2 separate regions of the Mus musculus genome follow, and region 2 is linked to region 1. Evidence: chromatin contacts called from public Micro-C data. All regions are on one chromosome and are shown on one strand. The core of a region is the stretch at or near the end of the contact, and the rest is flanking DNA. Distances in the headings are between cores, read along the strand shown.

Evidence for each region. A called contact is a pair of places that touch in the nucleus more often than the background predicts.
Region 2: a contact with region 1 is called in a Micro-C map of granulosa cells, with 5 times the contacts expected there. The contact joins two enhancer-like sites. A contact is called at or near these places in 5 of 484 Hi-C or Micro-C datasets (bone marrow-derived macrophages, cumulus cells, granulosa cells and 2 more) and 1 of 115 datasets of contacts at active chromatin or transcription factors (bone marrow-derived dendritic cells).

What each region holds. Positions count from the first base shown.
Region 1 is chr10:17,409,936-17,412,986 of GRCm38.p6, forward strand. No RefSeq gene overlaps it. Among named protein-coding and RNA genes, the nearest start is that of Gm32656, 250 kb to the right of the region's middle. Within about 2 kb of position 1,451, at least 22 of the 459 cell types and tissues checked have an H3K27ac peak or open chromatin away from gene starts, as enhancers often do. A contact at or near this core is called in granulosa cells, where this site is marked.
Region 2 is chr10:17,517,172-17,520,222 of GRCm38.p6, forward strand. The region is part of intron 3 of Gm32543 (a long non-coding RNA gene); the gene reads right to left. Among named protein-coding and RNA genes, the nearest start is that of Gm32656, 140 kb to the right of the region's middle. Within about 2 kb of position 1,485, at least 47 of the 459 cell types and tissues checked have an H3K27ac peak or open chromatin away from gene starts, as enhancers often do. A contact at or near this core is called in granulosa cells, where this site is marked.

The sequences.
Region 1 (3,051 bases), core at 201-2,700:
GATTATCAGATTATATTCCACAATGACCAGAGGGTCTCGGACACTCCTATATGGTAAGAAATTTAGGGTAACTGAGAAAATTATCCCCAAAATAAGAATCCATTTAATTTGGGAGCCTCCTTTTCTGCCTCTAAATATACAGAGCCTTGCAGTCTTTCTTATTTACCTAAAATGGCAGTGAAAAAGAAATATGTGCTCTATGGAAACCATGGAGTTTCTGTGGCTCATGTAAGACTGAGATAACCCTCTCTTCAACTCCCTTCTGAGTTTCCCAGCCACATCATAAATATTGACACCAAACCTTTGGTTATGGGCTTAACAAGCTCCATTTCAGTCAAGATCATATTAATAATTAGGAAGTTGGAAAGAAAGGATGATCTAGAAGTTATCAGTCCACTCACATACACAGAGAGAGACAGAGACAGACAGAGAGAGAGAGAGAGAAACTATTATGAGACATAGAGTGCTAATATTCACTAGGACAAGGACAGAGAGCATTGGCACATTGGTTAGAGAATGTTCCATTGTCTGCAGGCATTTGAGTTCCTTTTGTTCTTTTATTTCTTGTACTTTTTCACTGTTGCCAAAAGTTCTTATGAAAAATAGAACCAACTTTCAGATGCTCACAAAAATCTGCAAAATACTAAAACTATTTTTTATACTATGTGACTTCTCACCAAATATAAAGAAAATAAAGGTCTCATTCTGTCCCCCTCAAAGGAATCACTAGTGGAACAGAATTGAGGACAAAATGCTTCCAAAAGCAAACAGGTGCTCAGTGATAGTTCTTGATGACCTCTTCTGCCCATGGCATTCTTCTTCACAAGAGAAATATAAAGAACAATGAGCTATGATTGTTACTTTCAACAACTCTGAAGTTGAACAAAGTGGATATTAACATCGAGAAGTCACCAAATTCTCCTTGCTTTTTAGTATAGCAAGTACAGGGCTTACATCATCCTCTTAAACATAAAAAACCCCCAGATGATTGATGGATGCATCGCTAGCAAGCTCTGATTCTTCCCATCTCAAACAGCAAGAAACTAAAGGTCAGATTAAAAAAAAAAAAAAAAATCATGGCCTTCAGGTCCATATACCTAATGAGTGATAGAGTTTAAACTGAAGACTGACTTTATCATCAATGCCATTAACTACTATTTTACTGGACTACATTTATACTGTCTAATTTGAGTACTTCTTTGAGATCTCAAAATTCATTTTTTCTAATCCAAAATAAGAGCCAAAGGGCATAAGCATTTTTTTAAGGAGTTAACTTACTCCAAGAGGAGATTCTCCACAATCTAGCCGTGTTGGCCAACACTTTGAGATGCCCTTGAAAGTGACCAAGTCATGAAGTTCATGTCTCCTGCATGTGCAGTACAGCAGACTTCTGGGCAATGGATCCAGTGGACTGGTAGTAACAGCCTAGCAGACGTAAAACTGCTGTGGTATTCAGGCTCCTCAGCTATTCTGCACATTCCTGAAGCGCTGCCATGATAATGTGTTCACTGATGCACAGATAACAGCATGGCCAGCAAGAGGGAGAAACATGACTTTCAGAACAACCTTTCAAGGTCAAATGTTACCCAACCACGCAGGACTGTGTTCAACTGGAAGATTATAAACATACAGACCCACTTTCTCAAGGGCACTGGCATAAAGTTCAAATGAAGCTGTTTAAGGCAGGGTTCTTATCAGTTTTATGAGCAGTTTTCTCTAGATTTTAGCCAGTTCATTTGATAACATTAGGCAAGAGGAATTTTCCAGCAAGAGCTACACAAATAAAATAGCCCTGAGTTAAGAGCTGTGCTCTATTTTAATAAAGATTTGACATTTTTCCCAGGAAACTACTCCAAAAAGCCTGGAAGATACCACTGATATGGGAGTCCCTCCAAACCCACTAGAGAGCCCTGTGAAGTGCTTCAACAATCCTCATCTCTCTTTAACTTTTGCTTAGTTTTCATGTTCGTTTTTTGAGACAAGGTCTCATTCTATATCCCAGGTTAGGCTCAAACTCACAGTAAGCCCTCTGCCTTAGACTGACATAAACTACTACACCCAACTTCCCGATTCTTATTATAAAGAAGGTATTGGTTAATATTCATTAAAGGAACTTCGCCCAGAGAAATAAATTGATGTGCTCAAACAGTATTTGTGAAGAATTGTCATTCATTGACAACTGGATTTGCATTACTCTGCAGTTAAACTGAGGATATCTGATGAGCTATCACCCACTCTTATGTTTCCTTCTCATCGATCTACACTTCAGAGTTCTGGGTTAACACACGGAGATACTGAATCATTGTGTTTTATTTTGTTTTATTTTTATTTTGTGTTTATTTTTGGTTTTTTTTTATTTTTTGCATTTTATTTGTTCCTGCACATGGCACTTCAAAAAGGTGGCCTCACACTCTGTGCTGCTGGCTTCTGAAATCACATTTGTTTCTGAAATCACCTGAATGCATCCTTGACCCCACTCTGACTTCTTGCACTCAGAACTTGTGGATTCCCTAAAAATAGGAAAAGGTTCACAGAAGGCAAAGAAGAAAGCAAGTACTTTGTAGAGGGAGTGGGAAGTGGCAGAGGGAAGGTGATATTGTCTAGAAAGAAGAAAGAATGGAGGAACCCATTGGTGCTAAGAATTCATGCCCCCTGTTTGCAGTACAGATGACACCTTGTATCTGCTAGACCATAGAGTGTAACAACTACTGACATAGCATAAACATAGTAATAGTTAGTATTATAAACAAGCTAGAAGTGACTTGAAATACATGTAGGATTACATAAGATAAATGTAAATGCTGTGCGATTTTATATTAGGGACTTGAACGCCATGATATCCACAAGGATTTACCCCAATCACAACTAATAGATACCGAGAGACAGCTGCACTATGAAAGGAAGAAGTACCTCCAGGTGAAATGATTGCAGGATGAATCTAGAAGGCTGGATTCCAGGGAGTAGATTCCCTCTTCTCACACAAACATCAGTATGGCTCACTGGCATTGTACATCGGACCCAAACATAGTTAAAAGCCAGTGGAACATGGAC
Region 2 (3,051 bases), core at 235-2,734, 110 kb after region 1:
GAGCTGAGACAGAAGGAAGGACCATGCAGAGACTGCCCCAACCGGGGACCCTTACCATAATCAGCCACCAAATGCAGACACTATTGCGTATGCCAGCAAGATTTTGCTGACATGACCCTGATATATCTGTCTCTTGTGAGGCTATGCCAGTGTCTGGCAAATACAGAAGTGGATGCTCACAGTCATCTATTGGATGGAACATAGGGCCCTCAATGGAGGAGCTGGAGAAAGTACCCAAGGAGCCAAAGGGGTCTGCAACCCTATAGGAGAAACAGCAATATGAACTAGCCAGTACTCCCTGAGCTCGTGTCTCTAGTTGCATATGTAGCAGAAGATGGCATAATCGGCCATCATTGGGAGGAGAGGCCCTTGGTCTTGCAAAGATTATATGCCCCTGTACTGGGGAACACCAGGGCCAGGAAGCAGGAGTGGGTGGGTTGGGGAGCAGGGAGGGGGGAGTGTATAAGGGACTTTCAGGATAGCATTTGAAATGTAAATGAAGAAAATATCTAATAAAAATGTTTAAATAAAAAAGAAAAGAAAACTAAAAAATAGTAAGTAGAATCATCACAGGTAGGAGACTGTTTCTATACTTAATAAGTAAAAAGGCCCAGCTGGTCCATTATATTTTCAACTTGAAAGGTATAATTAAATAAAATCAGTAAATAATGATTAAGCACTTCTGAAGAAAGTCGTCAAGACATACATTGATTGCAGCATGTCGTTAGGAACACACATGAGCTCATAAATGGTTGCTGACACTTCTGAGGAAATAATTACCCTCTCTGAACAGTTCTGGGTCCAGCACCAAGCCACCAAATGTTCCCTGACAACTTGAAGTCAAACTCGTGATGGCCAACATCCAACTACATTCAATGAAAATTTTAACATAGGTAGCAGATTGTAAGACTTGATTTTGTTTTTTGAGCTACTTAACGTAAAATTCATTCAACCCCTTTGGTTTAATAAACTCTTAATGGCTTTAGTGCCTTTAACAGAAAGACCACTGGCATCTCAGCCACTGACATGACTTACAAAATAAATTGAGGACTTTAGCATGCAGTTAGTGATGGGGAACCGTCAGCAAACAATTCCCCTGAATCTATTACTATTGAATGTATTGTGGTTGGTATTTTTTTTTAATTCTAATTTATTAGAATTTAGTGACAGCTTACACGGACAGATGCAGCCATTTCAAACTATAGAATCCAGGGGACATGGCTTTCTCTGGCACATTCTTAACCTTAATCTTATAGATTCTAGAATATGCACTCCTGGATCCTAAACCTCTACCTCTAATGAATAAGATATCCAGCTACAGATTCTTGCCACGTTCTGTTGGCTCTCCCACAGCCTCAGAAGAACTGCAATGAGACATCAGCTTCTAAATCTTCTAAGGTTCCCTTTGGGAGTTTACAGAAGTGCTGTGTGGCAGTAGGGGCATTTCCCCATATGCAAGTGTTGGATGCGGTCCTATTTACTTTAATAGAGGGAAGAGCTTAATATGAAAGTCCTCACTTGGATATTGGGAAATAGAGAGCATCTCTGGGTGTCACTCTTTGTTCTAGTTTCATTTCTGATGCGGTGACAAATCTCCAGAACAACAACAATAATAAAAAAAAAAATTAAGGCCTTAGTCAGCTTACAATTCCAAGTTACAATCCGTTCTCTCGGGGACTGTGACTCAAGTTCTCAAAGCAGGAACTTAAAGCATCACAACCACAGAACAAAGCAGAGAAAAATAAATAAACGCACAGATCCTCGCTTGCTTGCCCTGCCGACTCAGCTAGCTTTCTTCACTCCTAGACAGTTCAGGGCCCAGCCCATGAGATGGTGCCACCCACAATGAGCTGGCTTTTCCCACTTACCAATCAATTAAAAATGAAAACAATTCCCCACAGACATACCCACAGGCCTACCTGATCTAGATCATCTCTCATTAAGATTCTGTTCACAGCAACTGAAGAGATGGCTTCGAGGTTAGGAGTACAGACTGCTCTTGCAGAAGAACAGAATTTTGATTTTCAGTGCCTATTTTGGGCAACTTATAACAACCTATGTCTCAAGCTTCCTGGGATGCAATGCCTCTGGCCTTTGCTCACACTGGCACATGGGTGTACACACCCACACAAAGACACATACACAGAATTAAAACTAAAATAAATATTTGCTTTAAAAAAATACGCTTTTCCAGGTCATTACAGGTTGTGCCAACATAAAAGCATCAACATTCGTATAGCTGATGGCACTAAAGATATCAAAACCTAACTTACAGACGCAAATTACTTTCTAGTAATTTGTACCTGAGGTGATGCCTTGAACTTGACTTTAACTCTGATCTTTGAGGCATGTAAACAGCTTAAGAGTGTCTCTAGTTTCTCACTGAGCCGTGGTCCACTTCAGTGAATTCAAACAACCGTCAGAATCAATTTGAAATATGTCAAATATATGGTGTGACTACATGTAAATAAAAAAAAAAAGCGTATAAGAAATTACATCGGACTTGTTATCTAATCAATAGTGCCAGTCCTGGTTAAGATCCCTATTGCTATGATGATACACCATGACCAAAAGTACATTGGAGAAGAAAGGTAAGTTGGTTTGCACTTCCACATCATAATCATCACTGAAGGAAATTAGTGCAAGAACTACTGCAGAGACCATGAAGGGATGCTACTTATTGAATTGGTCCTCGTGGCTTTCCCATCCTTATAAAAACACAAGAGCATTAGCTTGGGGTTAATGGGTTGGGCCCTTCTCCATAAATCACTAATTACAAAATGTCCTATATCAGTAATTCTCAACCTTGTTTAATGCTGGGACCCTTTAACACAGTTCCTCATATTGCAGTGACCCCCTAACCATAAAATTACTTTGTTTGCTATTTCATAATTTTAATTTTGCTACCATTATAAATCATAATGCAAATCCTTTTGGATACAGAGGTGTGTGTGTAACGGGGTCTTGAGTCACAGGTTGAGAACTGCAGCTCTGCAGGTGTGCCTGCTAACCAGTATTACACGGAGGTATCTCCTCGGTTGAAGCTTCCTT